Linked DNA regions of Mus musculus: region 1 is linked to region 2. A link is a contact called in public Micro-C data. All regions are on one chromosome and are shown on one strand. The core of a region is the stretch at or near the end of the contact, and the rest is flanking DNA. Distances in the headings are between cores, read along the strand shown. Region 1 holds the start of Golim4 (golgi integral membrane protein 4). Region 2 overlaps Golim4 (golgi integral membrane protein 4).

Evidence for each region. Hi-C and Micro-C count contacts between places; a contact is called where the count stands out from the background.
Region 1: a Micro-C map of granulosa cells shows a contact between it and region 2, with 1.9 times the contacts expected there. The contact joins the promoter of Golim4 here to the enhancer-like site in region 2. A contact is called at or near these places in 12 of 39 promoter capture datasets (the 3T3-L1 cell line, 3T3-L1-derived adipocytes, the HPC-7 cell line and 6 more), 3 of 15 datasets of contacts at CTCF or cohesin (the NIH/3T3 cell line, liver and pro-B cells), 47 of 484 Hi-C or Micro-C datasets (the 3T3-L1 cell line, 3T3-L1-derived adipocytes, the C10 cell line and 34 more), 16 of 115 datasets of contacts at active chromatin or transcription factors (CD8 T cells, the SCID.adh cell line, astrocytes and 13 more) and 3 of 9 other capture datasets (adipose tissue, liver and pancreatic islet).

The regions. Positions count from the first base shown.
Region 1 is chr3:75,955,664-75,958,363 of GRCm38.p6, forward strand. It overlaps Golim4 (golgi integral membrane protein 4), which reads right to left and starts at 1,286. Exons shown (of 16, transcript NM_001291069.1): 1 at 449-1,286. The coding sequence starts at 635.
Region 2 is chr3:75,909,169-75,911,868 of GRCm38.p6, forward strand. It overlaps Golim4 (golgi integral membrane protein 4), which reads right to left. Exons shown (of 16, transcript NM_001291069.1): 2 at 2,407-2,481; 3 at 841-890. Among named protein-coding and RNA genes, the nearest start is that of Golim4, 46 kb to the right of the region's middle. Within about 2 kb of position 1,268, at least 38 of the 459 cell types and tissues checked have an H3K27ac peak or open chromatin away from gene starts, as enhancers often do. A contact at or near this core is called in CD8 T cells, the MNK3 cell line, adipose-derived mesenchymal stem cells and 4 more, where this site is marked.

The DNA.
Region 1 (2,700 bases), core at 36-2,535, 47 kb after region 2:
AGTGTATATAGTCTCTTTTTTCCCCCCTTGAAAAAGAACACGGGTTAGAAAATGTCTGCATAATTCTTTATGTCTACAAACCAAGGCTTGCCTCTTGGGAAAGGATTGGCAGATGTAGCAGAAGGGCTGTTTGCCTAGATTGCAGCTGGGCCTTTGACAAGTGCTTCGGGTAAAAGACTTGGTGTTGTATGTACCCACCAAACGCCAGGCAGGACCGTGCGCTGGTGCTGTGGATTTCAAAGATAACTCCTGGGAGGAAGCTGGAAAATCAGGATATTATCTCCCACACATACGCTCAGAAGCCAACATCCCCGCGGCCGCTCCCTCAGATGCGCCAGAAGGTCAATGAGTGGTACCTGCAAAGCCAACTAACTATCCACCAAGCTACTTTTCCAGCACCAGCACCAGCTCAGAGAGAAGTTGGCGGTGCGCTTCCCCTTAACTGTACCTTGCAACTGGGCAGAGAGAGAGTCCTGGTGCTGCTGGTACTTGAGCGCCACTGCCTCAGCTTTGCGCAGCTGCGTCTGCAGTTCCAAGTAGAGCATCGCGCCATAGAGGAAGCCGAAGACCACCGTGAGAAGCAGCAGCGTCTGGAAGATCCGCTTCTGCTTTCGGGAGCACATCCCGTTTCCCATAGTCCCTCCTGTGCCCCGCGCTGCGGCGGCGGGAGCCGTCGTGTCCTCGGTCCTCGGCTGCGTCGGACAGCTCAGCAACGGCCACCGCGAGAAGTAGCTGGACACGGCATGAGCAGAAGACGCGAGACACAAAAGCCGGACCAGAGAGGAAGAGGCGGCCGCTCAGCCCCCGCGGCCGGCTGGGCGCCAGGTCATCGACGCCACCCGGCCAGCAGCCACCAAACTTCTGCGATGTCGGATTTCCGCGAGTGGCTGGGCCCGCGTGGAGTCTCTTTGCATACTTCAGAGCCCGCTGCCCTTGCTACTGGTCCCCGCGCGCAGCCGGCTTGGTTTTCCCTACTCCCCACTTTTTGGCCTCGCTGTCCCCACCGTCAGTCCCCGCCCCTCGCGCCGGCTCCCGCTGCTGGACTTTGTCGCTACCACTGGTAGGGGACGCGCGCCCAACAAAGGGACCTGGCTCCAGGCGGCGTCCCCTTGAACGGTCCCTCGGTATTGATGAAGAGATGGGGACTGGTTGGTCTGGTCAGGTTAAGGGGGGTGGTGGGCTGGTGTCACTGATCTGGAAGCTCCAGCCGCCCGCCACCTCCCACCCAACTTACGTGTCACCCACGGCCCCGCTATCATGGCCAACGGGATTCCGGGAGGAAGTCCCACTCGGGCTCCCCGCTCATTGGGCCCGCGCAAGCCACCGCTCCCTCCTTTCGGGGAGCTAATGCTGGGCTCCATTGGACGCCAGCTTTGTCCGTCCCGCCCCGGGCCGCGCCTACCCTCTCAGCTCTGGGCAGGCTCTGAGCTCCGTGGGCCGCGCGGCCGCCTGGCGCCTGGGTGCGCCCACGTGGAGCCTGGATGGGTGCGGAGGGGTGGAGGAGCCTGGTTGGGAGGGCTAGGGACTTGTCCTGGCCTGAGGCTTGGTGATCATTGCGCATGTGTGTGCATGTATGTCCCAGCACTTGGAATGCACGTGGAGCAAGAGTACAGTGCTTATATGCACACCAACAACCGCAAAGCAACCGTGGGTGCACTCTGCTTAGCCCTGCTCATTTCTTACCCTACATAATGAGTTCAGCTTATGAACACTTTGTTCTTCTCACATTCTCTCAAGGACTGCCTACTGAGTCTTGTCCCATTAGAGGCACTAGGCTATGTGCAAAAATGGTAGAAAGTAAGCTGGGACCCTGAAGCTCACTTGACTGTCTACATGGGGTGGGGAAAGCACTTTGTTGGCAGAAGGAAAGAAATGATCTCATGTTTCCTCTGGCTGCAAATGGAATAATTTTAAAAACAAATCTTACAGGCTGAAATGAGTATGCATTCATCTTGCTGTGTGTATTTCTCTTAATGGTAGCAGAAAAAAAAATCAGTTACATTTTTAAATTACATTTTCAAGGCCAGCAAAACCCACTACGTTTAACAAAAAGTTAGACAGGCATAATAACGCCAAACCACTTCAAAGAAATCCACAGTGCATTTCTTTCTTCAATATAATCAGGGTGTGTGTGGAATTGAGGTTATGCATAAATGATAAATTTGTTTCTCCTCTTGACCTGAATTCTAAGAGAAATAAATTATTTCTGAAAAGTATCAGTTGTGCAGTGGCACTTTTACATTCTGCATATTGCATTCTACATATTTTTTTGTGATATCCTGCCCGTGTTTTAGTCATCACAATTAATTATGGGGAATGAGTGCTTTAAACGAAGGAGATCTGCTTAAACCAGATTCATTTTCAAGACAGTTCCTGTGTTGAATGTTTTTAGGTCAGTCCTGAAATCATAGGTTAACAAGAGCCACACAGGCAGACCAGGGCATTTCTCTCACTGTAAAAAATAAGTGAGACTGGTGGTATATGCACTTAGCTAATAAAAATCACATTATGTTGGTTCCAAATGCTCTTACACTGAATCTTAGCCAGGACATTCGATTTACGAGTTGGAAACAAAGAATCTAAATTTGGCCAATATGACCATAATACTTGTAGTCTCTTCTAGGTCTTGTAAAAAGATACTTCCTCACTAAAGGAGAATTTTATCAGAATCTTATCCTTTCTACCTTTTCCTTCTGTAGA
Region 2 (2,700 bases), core at 18-2,517:
TTCAGGCTTTTAAAAGCAACTTAGAGTTGAAAGTTGAAAACATCCTCTAGGCAATTCAAAGAACAGACTTTCCTCAGCTTTGAAATCACTAAACACAAATGTTTTATTCAACTAACACTCACACATTTCTGTAGGGTAAGACAAAGACTGGCTTTTCTCCAGCGAATTTTAACTTTAAAATATTTTTAAATGCCAATACCACTCATTCTGTCCATAATTCATCCTTCAGATTCCTGCAATGTGAACACTAAGGCAGTTAGTTCTCCTCCTTGATAGTACTCTGTAAGCAAACAGAAGTCTTTCATGTCAGAGAAAAGAGACGCCATGAGCAAATCAAAGAGGGAATAAACATGAGCTTCCCTGTTGGCACGCACAGTAGCACACACCTATAATCCCAGCACTAGGGAGGTTAAGGTAGGAAGATCAGAAACTCAAAGTTATCCTCTGCTACTCAATGATTTAGACGTCTTCTTGCATACATGAGAACCTGTCTCAAATCGAAATCTAGATCCAAACACAACCAAACAAACCTCATGTGCCACAGAGAAGCTGCCCCAGTTTATCACTAGTCATCAGTAATGCGACAAGAAGTAAGAAAAGATAAGTTTTAAATAAACAATGTGTACAAGTTTCTCTCTTGGTTTCCTTCTTGGTTTTTTTTTTTGTTGTTTTTTTGTTTTTTTTTTGTTTTTTTTTTTTTTTTTTGGTAACAAAAATGTATGTCCACCCTTAATCCATTTATGCTGGTAATAAATGGAGTAAAATTTTTTGCAGTGGTATTTTTATCTCCCTTAAAGTTCATGAGAACAAAATAAAAGCCAAAACAGAACAAAGCCTTACCCTTCCTTTGTTAAGTGTTTCTTGTGCTTCTAACTTATAAACAAGGAAATCTAGGAAAGATAAAAATAGAGAAAGTAAAGTATAAGTTAGTCTATTTAAAAACCTTTAAGCATCTCTGAGAAAAAAATGCTATATACTTTACTCAGATTTACAAAAAGATAACCAGTTTTTTTCAAATCAACATACCTAGTGATTTATGTACATCATGTTACCTCTGGAAGCTTTGGAAAACAGATGACAAAGCTTATAGTTTTCCACTCTCCCTGCTGTCTTCAAGCCCTGCATCACCAGAATCGATGGCAAGTGACTAATAGCACACTTACAATATCTCTGTGAAATCTGCCTTTGAAAGCGGAGAGGGTGCATTTGAGACAAGGGTGATTTATAGCTACCCACTAGAGGGCACACTAAATTCCTTCAGGAACTGAAACGGCAATCAAGCCGTCTTTAATGCTCTGAAACTTTATTATCCACTAGATGGCTCTATAAAAACACTCTGCAATGGAAGACCTGGCAAAGACAAGTCTGAAAGCATTTCTCAGAATGATTAAGTCTGTGCATCCTATGAGTCAGGAGAGGGTTACATAGTACCCAGCACCCACCCCACACTCACCAAAGGAGCCAAGGGTTTACATTCCAAGATTCATCACAAAACATGAATGCATCAGACCTAAGAGTGCAGATAACTTCCAGTACTTGGATGCTAGAGTGTATGCTTGCTTCAAAAGCTCTGACAAAAAGCAATGTGTTAAGTGGTAATTCCTATCTGAACAGCTGGGCTAGGCAAATGTTTCATGAACTTATAGTAACACCTGCTTCATTCAGAAGATTCCAGGTAGAAGGTCAACTCACTGAGTTACAAACTTACATAAACAGTGTCATGTTCTAAACAATGTATGTTTTCCAAACCCCAACCATCAACAGAGGTTTGGTGCAGTGAGGGAATGTCAGGGTGGGAAGGAAGGAGTGGGTGGGGGTAGGGGGGGCACCCTCATAGAGGCAGGGGGAGGGGGCATGGAACAGAGGGTTTCCAGAGGGGAGGCCTGGAAAGGGAATAACATTTGAAAGGTAAATAAAGAAAATATACAATAAAAATATTTAGAAGGGAAGTCATGTGTTAATTTTGATATAATTTGTATGGCAATGTACACAGTCCATGAAGGCTGCAGAAACAGAAGGGAAAGCTTCTAAACACAGTCCTGAGCCTCTAATACAGCCGGTTCTCTACAGGAATGAAGGAAATGAAGCCCTTTGAGTCATGACCTGGTGATGAAGCTCACACATCTTCCACTTGCTATCTGTCTTGAGTTCCCAAAGGAGAAGAAAGGGCTACTTCCCCATGACAAAGACTATATAAAATGTCTGCACTGTGTATAACACATTTATTGACAGCTCTTTCTCGGCCCACTTATAGCACTGGCTTCAGGCAGATTTGAGAGACAGCTTAACAACAACAACAACAACAACAACAACAAAATACAAAACCAAATGCATCATAGTTCAAATTCATGCTACATCAAAGAAGGGTAGGAGGAAATATCAGGGCACAAGCTCATATTGTCTTACCTTCCTTTGCTTTCTTGTGTTCAAGCCTTTCTTTTTGCAAAGATTTCTCTAATCTTGATCTGTGTTCATATACAACTGGAAGAGAAAGAGTTACATTTGTCAGGGAACTAAAGGGTCCAGAGTAAAATTAGCAGCAATTTTTAAAACTTAAAACAGTATAGGGCACACATCCTATTAAAATAAAGTCATAAAGGTTCACATTTAGGGTAAAGAAAGCAGGTAGATCTATTTAAAGATCCAGATTTGGGGCAAACAATACACATGTAATTAGGCATGATTCTGGGTGGACTCCCT